Linked DNA regions of Mus musculus: region 2 is linked to region 1. Evidence: chromatin contacts called from public HiChIP or PLAC-seq data. All regions are on one chromosome and are shown on one strand. Each heading gives the region's core, a stretch centred on a gene start, on an enhancer-like site or on the middle of the called end of the contact. The rest is flanking DNA. Distances are from core to core; before and after follow the strand shown. Region 1 has its middle 6.1 kb from the start of Epop. Region 2 overlaps Plxdc1 (plexin domain containing 1).

Evidence for each region. HiChIP or PLAC-seq counts read pairs in DNA pulled down with a chosen protein or histone mark.
Region 2: a contact with region 1 is called in an H3K27ac HiChIP or PLAC-seq map of embryonic stem cells, with 5 read pairs. The contact joins two enhancer-like sites. A contact is called at or near these places in 1 of 115 datasets of contacts at active chromatin or transcription factors (embryonic stem cells) and 1 of 9 other capture datasets (pancreatic islet).

Annotation. Positions count from the first base shown.
Region 1 is chr11:97,633,632-97,637,970 of GRCm38.p6, forward strand. No RefSeq gene overlaps it. Among named protein-coding and RNA genes, the nearest start is that of Epop, 6.1 kb to the left of the region's middle. Within about 2 kb of position 1,945, at least 5 of the 459 cell types and tissues checked have an H3K27ac peak or open chromatin away from gene starts, as enhancers often do. A contact at or near this core is called in embryonic stem cells, where this site is marked.
Region 2 is chr11:97,956,468-97,961,139 of GRCm38.p6, forward strand. It overlaps Plxdc1 (plexin domain containing 1), which reads right to left. Exons shown (of 14, transcript NM_028199.3): 3 at 1-99. Among named protein-coding and RNA genes, the nearest start is that of Plxdc1, 28 kb to the right of the region's middle. Within about 2 kb of position 2,359, at least 62 of the 459 cell types and tissues checked have an H3K27ac peak or open chromatin away from gene starts, as enhancers often do. A contact at or near this core is called in embryonic stem cells, where this site is marked.

The DNA of each region.
Region 1 (4,339 bases), core at 695-3,194:
TAGAGTTGGTATCCAAGGTGACTTACATGGACTCCGGAGGTCATGCTCAGTCCTAGTGCTGATTCCGCCATCGCCCCAGACCTTAGATACGAGCTTTCCTGATACATAAATCCATACTGAACCCAATGGCTACTTAAACATTTCCCCCCAGCACTCTGGAGGCTGAGGTAGACAGAGAGATCTGAGTTTGAGGACAACCTGGTCTACAGAGTAAGTTCCAGAACAGCCAGGGCTACACAGAGAAACTCTGCCTCAAATACAAAGAAAGGAAGAAAGGAAGAAAAAAAGAAAGAAAGAAAGAAAGAAAGAAAGAAAGAAGAAAGGGAGGGAGGGAGGGAGGGAGGGAGCAAGCCCTGTACCATCATGAGGGCTTAATTAAACAAAAGTAAACTCACATCTTCGTGATCTAATCCTAGGCTGAGGAACTGCTTGCCTAGCAAGAGGCCCTGGGTTTGATTCTCAGTACTATGTAAAGCAAGCCAGAGCGATGGCTCATCAGAAAAAGACACCACCGAGCCTCAGGTCAGTCCCTAGATCCCACATGTTAAAAGGAGAAAGATGACTAGTGCAAATTATCTTCCATCTTCCTGCAACATTGATGATGGGGAGGAGGAGGAGGAGGAGGAGGATAAAAACAGCCATGGTGGGCCACACCTGTAACCTCAGCTCTCAGGGATGGAGGCCAGAGACTCAGGAGGTACAGGCCATCCTCAGCTACATACATAGTCAATTCAGAGTCAACCTGGGCTACATGATATTTTCTCTTGGGATCAAAATCCATTTTTAAAAAATATTTATTTATTATATGTAAGTACACTGTAGCTGTCTTCAGACACTCCAGAGGAAGGCATCAGATCTCATTACAGATGGTTGTGAGCCACCATGTGGTTGCTGGGATTTGAACTGAGGACCTTTGGAAAAGCAGTCAGTGCTCTTAACCACTGAGCCATCTCTCCAACCCCCAAAATCCAATTTTATTAGTAAGATATCACTTACCGGGCGGTGGTGCGCATGCCTTTAATCCCAGCACTTGGGAGGCAGAGGCAGGCGGATTTCTGAGTTCGAGGCCAGCCTGGTCTACAAAGTGAGTTCCAGGACAGCCAGGGCTATACAGAGAAACCCTGTCTCAAAAAAAAAAAAAAGTAAAATATCACTTATGAGAATTCGTATTCCCATTTGCAGTAACTCCCATCCCCAAGCCCAGGGGACCAGTCTACTTAATGGCTGAATAGAGCTCCCATCTCTGGACACATCTTAGGAATGGAACTGTGTGGTCTTTTGTCCTGGCTTCTTTCATAAAAGTATAATGGTTTTGAGGCTTTTCCGTACACAAGTGATCACTCATGGACTGGTAGTTTATTCCTTTTTGCTACTGGGTGACATCTCAGTGTATGAATGGGTAGACCCTGCTTGGCTTACCCAGTCACATTTGGGTTGTTTTTTACTTCTTGGTTATAAATAATACGATCATGAACACTCGAATTTAAGTTTCTGTCTGTGTACCTCAGTGGTAGAACATTTTATTTAGCATGTCCAACGGCCTGGGTTTCATTCCTAGCACTGCAAGGCAGACAGACAGACAGACAGACACACACACACACACACTGTTTTGTTGAAGCAGGGTCTCTATAACTTCAGAATCACTATGAAGGAGACTGGCCTTGAACTTTGAACTCCTGGTCTAGGATTTAAAAATATTTTAAGGGTCTAGGGAGAGGTGGTTCCGTGTGTAAAGTACTTCCTGTGGAACCGGGAGACCTGAGTTTGGATTCCCAACACCCATGTAAAACGGTGAGGGAGGTAGCAAGAGCCTATAACCCTAGTGCTGCGAAGCAGAGACCAGAGGATCCCTGGTGTTATTCAACCAGCTGGTGCCATTCAGTGAACTCCAGGGTCAATGAAAGATTCTGGTTCAAAAAGTATGCAAATATGGTGGGTATCTGCAGAGGAAGGTACCAGTGACCTCCTGCCTTCACAAGGCTGCACACACATCTGCATACATATGCTCTAATATACACACACCCCGGGCGGACGGATGGACGGACAAATATAGCGAGGGAGGGGTTATCCCCGATGGACAAAGATAGCGAGGGAGGGGTTATCCCCACCTACACAAGTCATTACCGGGCTGGGAGTGGTGGTGCTTTTCTCTAATTCCAGCCTTTGGAAGTGAATGCATTGTGTAGTCAGGGTTATCATCCTGACTACACAAAGAGTTTGAAGCCACCCTGAGCTATCAGAAATCCTATCTCAAAAGACAAAGGCTGGGTGTGGTGGCTCAGGACTATAATCTCAGCACTCAGGAGACACAGCCAGGACCACCAACCTGACGCCAGCCAGCGGCTTTGTGTAGGGAATTCCATCCCAACCTCAGCTACGGAAGAACAACCCATCTGACTGCACAGCATTGCTTTCTCTTACACATCTAGTTGACAGTGGAGTTGCCAGATGATTAAATGGGGGCGTTTCTGTTAGGTTTATTTATCTTTTTAGTGCCGGGGATTTAGTGCCCCTGAGCCCTGTGTGATCTAGAGAGCGCTTCCTTGCTGCCCCACACATCACGAGGCCTATGTTGGACTTTATACTTACTTATTTGTGAGCATCCATGTGTGTGTGTGTGTGTGTGTGTGTATGTGTGTGTGTCGTGCAAAAGTATGTGTGTGTACATGTGTACATGTCCATGTATGTGTGTGTGTGTTCATTTGTTTTGTTATTTTACCTGTATTTATTCGCCTTGTCTTGCTGGCATGCGGCAGAGCCAAGGTTCAAACCCAGGCAGCCTAATCCACACTTGTTACCATAAGGTCTGGGCATGCTGGCCCACAACTGTACTCCTTGAATGTGGGAGGCAGAGGCAGGAGGGTGTTGTGTTCAAGACTAGTCTGGGCAACTTGGTGAGACTTTGGATGTATAGCTCAGTTGGCAGAGTACTCTCGCAGTGTGTACAAGGCTCAGGGTTCGATCTCCATCAGTGCACACACACACAAATATTATAAAGCTTAAAAGAATTTGCAGACATCCTTTTTTTTTAAATAAAACGTTATCTTATTTATATGAGTACATTGTAGCTGTCTTCAGACACACCAAAAGAGGGCATCAGATCCCATTATAGATGGTTGTGAGCTACCATGAGGTTGCTGGGAATTGAACTCAGGACCTCTGGAAGAGCAGTCAGTGAGCAATCTCTCTAGTCCACAGTCACCCTTTAATATCAAATAGTGCAAGCTCATGTCTGTGATCTCAGTACTTGGGAGGTTGAGTCAGTCAGGTCAACAGGAGTTCAAGAACAGCCAGGGCTACCTTGTTTTAGACACACACGTGTGCACACACATGCACACACACACACACACACACACACACACACACACACACACGCACACACGCACGCACATACATGCTGTGATGGTGCATGATATTAATCCCAGCACTCAGGAGGCAGAGGCAGATGCTACAGAGTGAGGTCTAGAATAGCTAGGACTACACAGAGAAACCCTGTTTTGAAAACCAAACCAAACAAACACACAAAAGAAAAAAAAAGGCCCATGTACAAATTTCTAATCATTCCAAGCTGAGTGGTGCTGAAACCCTGTCTCAAAAAATAAAACAAGCAGGTGCTGGAGAGGTGGCTCAGCTGTTAAGAGCACCTACTGCTCTTCCAAGGGTCCTGAGTTCAATTCCCAGCAGCCACATGGTGGCTCACAACCATCTGTAATAGGGATCCAATGCCCTGTTCTGGTGTGTCTGAAGACAGCGACAGTGTACTCACATACATAAAATAAATACATCTTTTTTTGTTTGTTTTTGTTTGTTTGTTTTTCTGAGACAGGGTTTCTCTTTATAGCTCTGGCTGTCCTGGAGCTCACTTTGTAGACCAGGCTGGCCTCGAACTCAGAAATCCGCCTGCCTCTGCCTCCCAAGTGCTGGGATTAAAGGCGCATGCCCAGCTACATCTTTTTTTTTTTTTTTTAAGTAAATTAAACAAGCAAAAAACAAATTTCTAATTACCTCCTAATTTAAATTTTGTTGACTTTAATAAGTGGTTAATGTCTCCTTACTTTCTTTCTTTCTCTCCTCTTTCTCACGTGTTTGAGTGTTTTGCCTGCATGTATGCCTGTGTACCTTGTGCATGCTCAGTACCATGTGCTTGCTTGGTCAGAAGGGTGTTGGATCCCCTGGAACTGGAGTTTGGGTGGTTGTGAGCTGCCACGTGGGTGCTGGGAGCCAAAACTTGGTCCTCTGCAAGAGCATCCAGTGAGCTTAGACATCAAGCATCTCTCCTGCCCTCATCTTTGGTTTTCTCTGAGGCAGAGCCTAATCTAACCCAGGTTCACCTCTGACT
Region 2 (4,672 bases), core at 1,109-3,608, 320 kb after region 1:
ATGACTCCGGTTGGCCACAGCCAGGTCCACCCACAGATCCTGGCTTTGTTTCTCACCAGGGCCGTAGACACGGGACACGTAGTAGTTATGGTTGTCCTCCTGCGGGGACAGAGACAGAGCCTAGAGGTGGCGTGAGGAGCCAGGCAAGCTGGGCACCATCCTCTGCTTCTCCCTACTCAGACTTCCCAATATCCTCCTGGCCCAGCGCACCTGACTGAATGCTTTAGGCCTGAAAGTCCCTGCAACACCCTTGGTGTCTCTCCCAAGCCATTCCTCAACAAGTCTGGCCGTTGCTCCACGTATACTCAGCCCTGTCCTGTCCAGACAAGCCAGAGTTATCCTGTAACTCTAAATGTTTCAGAGCATGATGAAGGGCAAGATCAGTATTGGGGACATGATGGAGAAGCCCCAGATAAAGCCTTCATTTCAAGGACCATGCCTAGATCACAGAGGACATAATCTCTGACCTGCCTAAGAAAAGAGAGAAAATACAACAGCTATAACAACTAGGTCTTAGATGTCTAATGGAGAAGGTAGTCGCCAGAGTTGCTAGTCTGATGGCGGAGGCAGGACACAGGCAATGGAACCCAGGCACAGAGGCAAGAGCAGAACAGAAAACAGTAGTGCCTGTTCTCTGTGGTCACCAGATGGAGGAGAGAAGTGAGGAGTTCCTCAGGGGATAATTTCACATCTCCCTGTGTGGCTGATGCAGATACCACAGCAGGCTGGGTTTCTTTCCAAAGTCTCCCTCAGAGGAGCATCTGGGGCCAACCCTTATAGCAGGCCAGGGAAAGCCAGTGAGCTGGGCTGTCTCAGCACTGCCTGGAGCTGTCCCAAAAGCACCTCACAGGAGGCAGCATCAGGGAGGTCAAAGGCTCCCAAGGCTACCTCGGCTACGGTGATGCCCCGGGCATCATGGATCATTAATCAGGCTGCAGACACAACAGAGCAAACCGTGTTCTTCCTGCTGAGCAAGCCAACTGCCAGTGCTTGGCCTGAGCCCAGTGGAAGCTGGGAAGTGGGGCCCTGGCCACTGTATGCCTGCAGAGAGGCAGAGCATGGCTCCCTGTGACAAGCAATTCCCTGTGAGAACATTTTGGAGCTCTAGGGTTGGGGTGGGCTAAGGGTGGGGGGGGTAAGTAAAGAAACATGGGATGGGGGGATTCTGCTGGAACCACCTGCTTTTGCCAGGCTACACTCCCATTTCAAACAAAATAGTTTAATAAAGGCCAGCTCTGGCTGGAGAGACGGTTCACTCCACACTAACAGTGCTTACTGCTCCGTCAGAGGACCAGGGTTCAGTTCCCAGCATCCACACTGCGGGGTTCACAGTCACCTGCAAACGCCAGCTCTGAGGGACCTGGTCTCTGTGGGCACCACGTGCACATACACATAAATAAAAAGACAATAAATCTTTAAAAAAATAGAGCTTAAAATTTTGAAAAAAAAAAAGAAAATCAGCCCCCACTCCCCTCACCCCAACTTGTTGGTTTCATTTTGGTTTGCTTTTGAGACAGGGTTTCTCTGTGTAGCCCTGGCTAGCTTCTGTAGACCAGACTGGCCTCAAACTCACAGAGATCCTGCCTCTGCCTCCCAAGGGCTGGGATTGAAGGCGTGCGCCACTACTATACAGGTTGATTTTAACACAGGGTCTCAATCGAGTAGCTGAGGTTGGCCTAGAACTTGCTGAGGTTGGCCTAGAACTTGCTACGTAGCCAAGACTGGTCTTGAACTCCCAATTCTCCTGCTTCTACCTCTCAAGTGCTTAGGATTTCAGGCATGTGCAACCATGCAGCCTTAGATGACTGCTCCTGCTTCAACGTCAGCCCCTGACATGCAGAAACAAGGGAGTCACCTCTGTACCTTTGGACCAAGGTTCTCCCTCACCTGATCAGTGCTCAACAAGTGTGTGGGCGTCAGGTGGCACGTGTTTCTAATCCCAGGGACTTGGAAGGCTAAGACAGGAGGCTCACGAGTTCAAGGCCAGCCAGAGCTACATAGAGTCTGGGACAACCCAGGTAACTTGTTGAGCCTCTGCCTCAAAATACAAGGAATAATAAATAAATAAGCAAACACAAAGCAAGTGAAAGCCCAGCTTGGGACCCAGCTCAGCGTGAGAGCACATGCAAGGTGCAGGGTTTGTTGCCCAGCAACAGAAGAAATTCCAACAAACTGCATTTGAGGCACAATATGCCCTCTTATGACTAAGAGACCAGTGAGGAATGGGTTGCGAATTTGAAAATAAACCTGCCTCATCAAAACTCAGGCTGAAGGCCTGGCTGGCTCTGAAGGGGAGGAGTGGGAAGGACATTCCATTCCTTGGGCATGCTGCGGTGGCTTTAAGCTCAGCCTCCCTAAAGGTGTGTCCAATCCCATTCTCCAGCATCCACAAAGGTGACCTTCCTAGAAACAGAGTCTCTTCAAGTAAGTAGAGTCAAGGTCACCCTGGATTAGAGAAGTTTGATTCAATGGCTGCTGTCTCTGTTGTTGTTGTTGTTGACGACATGGTCTCTCTGTGTGACCCTGGCTATCCTGAAACTCACTCAGTAGACCAGGCTAACCTCAAACTCAGAGATCCACTTGCCTGCTTCGAATAAAGGCATCACCACCACAGCCCAGATGCTATCTTTATCTCTGGAGGGCAAGAGCCAGACAGAGGAAATGAGACCCAGGAAGTCATGTGATCGCAGAGGCAGAGACTGGACTGATGTCCTTAGGCCAAGGAGGGCCAGGGATGCCCAGGAGTCGCCAGGAGCTAAGAGGCTGGCAGGAGTGGCTCTTCCCAGGGCCTCCAGAAGGAGAGTGGCTTCAGACTCTAGGCCCGGGAGAGAATAAATGTCTTACAGCAGAAAATGAATTCAGGTACCCTCAGCTGTAAGCTGCTGTGGTTCCGTGGGGGCAGCCTGGAGTTGTTTGCCTCCCTCCCTGTCACTCCCCTGCTTAGGACACCCTGGCGCTCAGTTAGAGAGAATGAATGTTGGACCTCTTACCACAGTGTGCTAGGCCCTGTGGGCCAGAGCCTGGCGTTGCCTAGACAACGTGCATTCCAGATTCCTTGTCACTAACGGAGCATCAGAGTAAGCAATATGTCCAGCATACAACAGCACAACAGAAAACAAACAACTGGCTATGGAGATTTTAATGGGGTCTTTGGGAAGAAATCCAATTTAACTGCTTGTCCCTGTTAGCTTTTTCCTCCTCCTCCTCCTCCTCCTCCTCCTCCTCTTCCTCCTCCTCCTCTTCCTCCTCCTCCTCCTCCTCTTCCTCCTCCTCCTCCTCCTCTTCCTCCTCCTCCTCCTCCTCTTCTTCCTCCTCCTCCAGTCTGGCATGCAGACCTGATAGCTGGAGCTCCAAAAACCACATTGTAAGTTTAAGGGCAGGTACCACATCCTAAGGATGGAAGGGTACAGAGCTGGGTGGGGCCTAGGTTTTTGATGACACGTTGGAAGGATGGCTCTTAAGTCTCTGACGCCTGTCACCTAAACAAACTTTAGATGGCAGTGGTCTGATCCTGTGCCCACCCCCACTCCTGCACCCCCCTTTTTCTCCCTCTTTACTGGGTGTCTCTCTGTTCTGGAAATCATCAACACTTGTCTGCCTCAGGGCCTTGGTGTCTTCGGTCCCTAAAATTTTTTTTTCCATGATCCAAAAAGGCCTGGTACAAATCCCTGAAGTCCCAGAACTACAGCCATCCTCAACTACAGTGAGTTTGAGGCTAGCCTGGGCTACATGAGACCCTGTCTGGGGCGAGAGTGGAGTAATTGGCTGCTCAGTAAGTGCTCAATCCCTTAAGAGGCTAGCCCACACTCTGAGCTATCTGATCTGGCTTCTTCAAGTTTTCTTTCATTAAGATGTACGTACTTCTGGGCTGAAGATGAGATGGCTCAGCTGTTAGAGGATAGGCTTACAACCAACAACATAAGGTTTACTTCCTTCACGTGTGTGAGTGTTTTGCTTGCATATATGTCTGGGTACCAGGTGTGTGCACAGTGCCAAAAGAGGCCAGGAGAGGTTAGCAGATCTCCTGGAACTGGAGTTATAGACGATTGTGAGCCATGATGTGGGTGCTGGGAATTGAACATGGGACCTGCAGAGGAGCAGGAGTGTCCTTAACCTCTGAGCCACCTCTCCGGCCTTTTTAAAGGACTCTTATACCCATAGGATATGAGTTCCTTCAGGTCAGGGGTTGCATTCCTTAGGGAGCTCTGGCCCAGAGCAGGGCTGGCTGAGCAGGACCCAGGACTCAGTTCAAGGCCTGCACAAGCTCTGTCTGTTTTGCAGCTTCTATCATTGGCTCTCGACATGGATCGTGTTAACATGCAGGTGTGACAGCAGGAGAAAACAGGGTTTCGGGGACTTGGGCAGCCGTGTTGAGGGTGATGACACACGGTAACTGAGAGAAGAGTCAGACTCTGTCAGCCTGCTTTTCAGGACTCACAAGGCAAGAGCGTCCCCAAACCTGGGAGGAAAACTGCCATACTCTGACACACAAACACATCTCTTGTTACCTCCTTTAGAAAGAGTGGGGACTCTGGGAATGTGTCTGGATGGCTCATTGCTCTGAGTCTTGTCCACCATGGGATAACAGGTAGCAAGGGCCACAGCCTGTAATAGCATTGTCCACAGCCAGGTGGCAGCCAGGTCCACAGCCAGGTGACAGCCAGGTCCACAG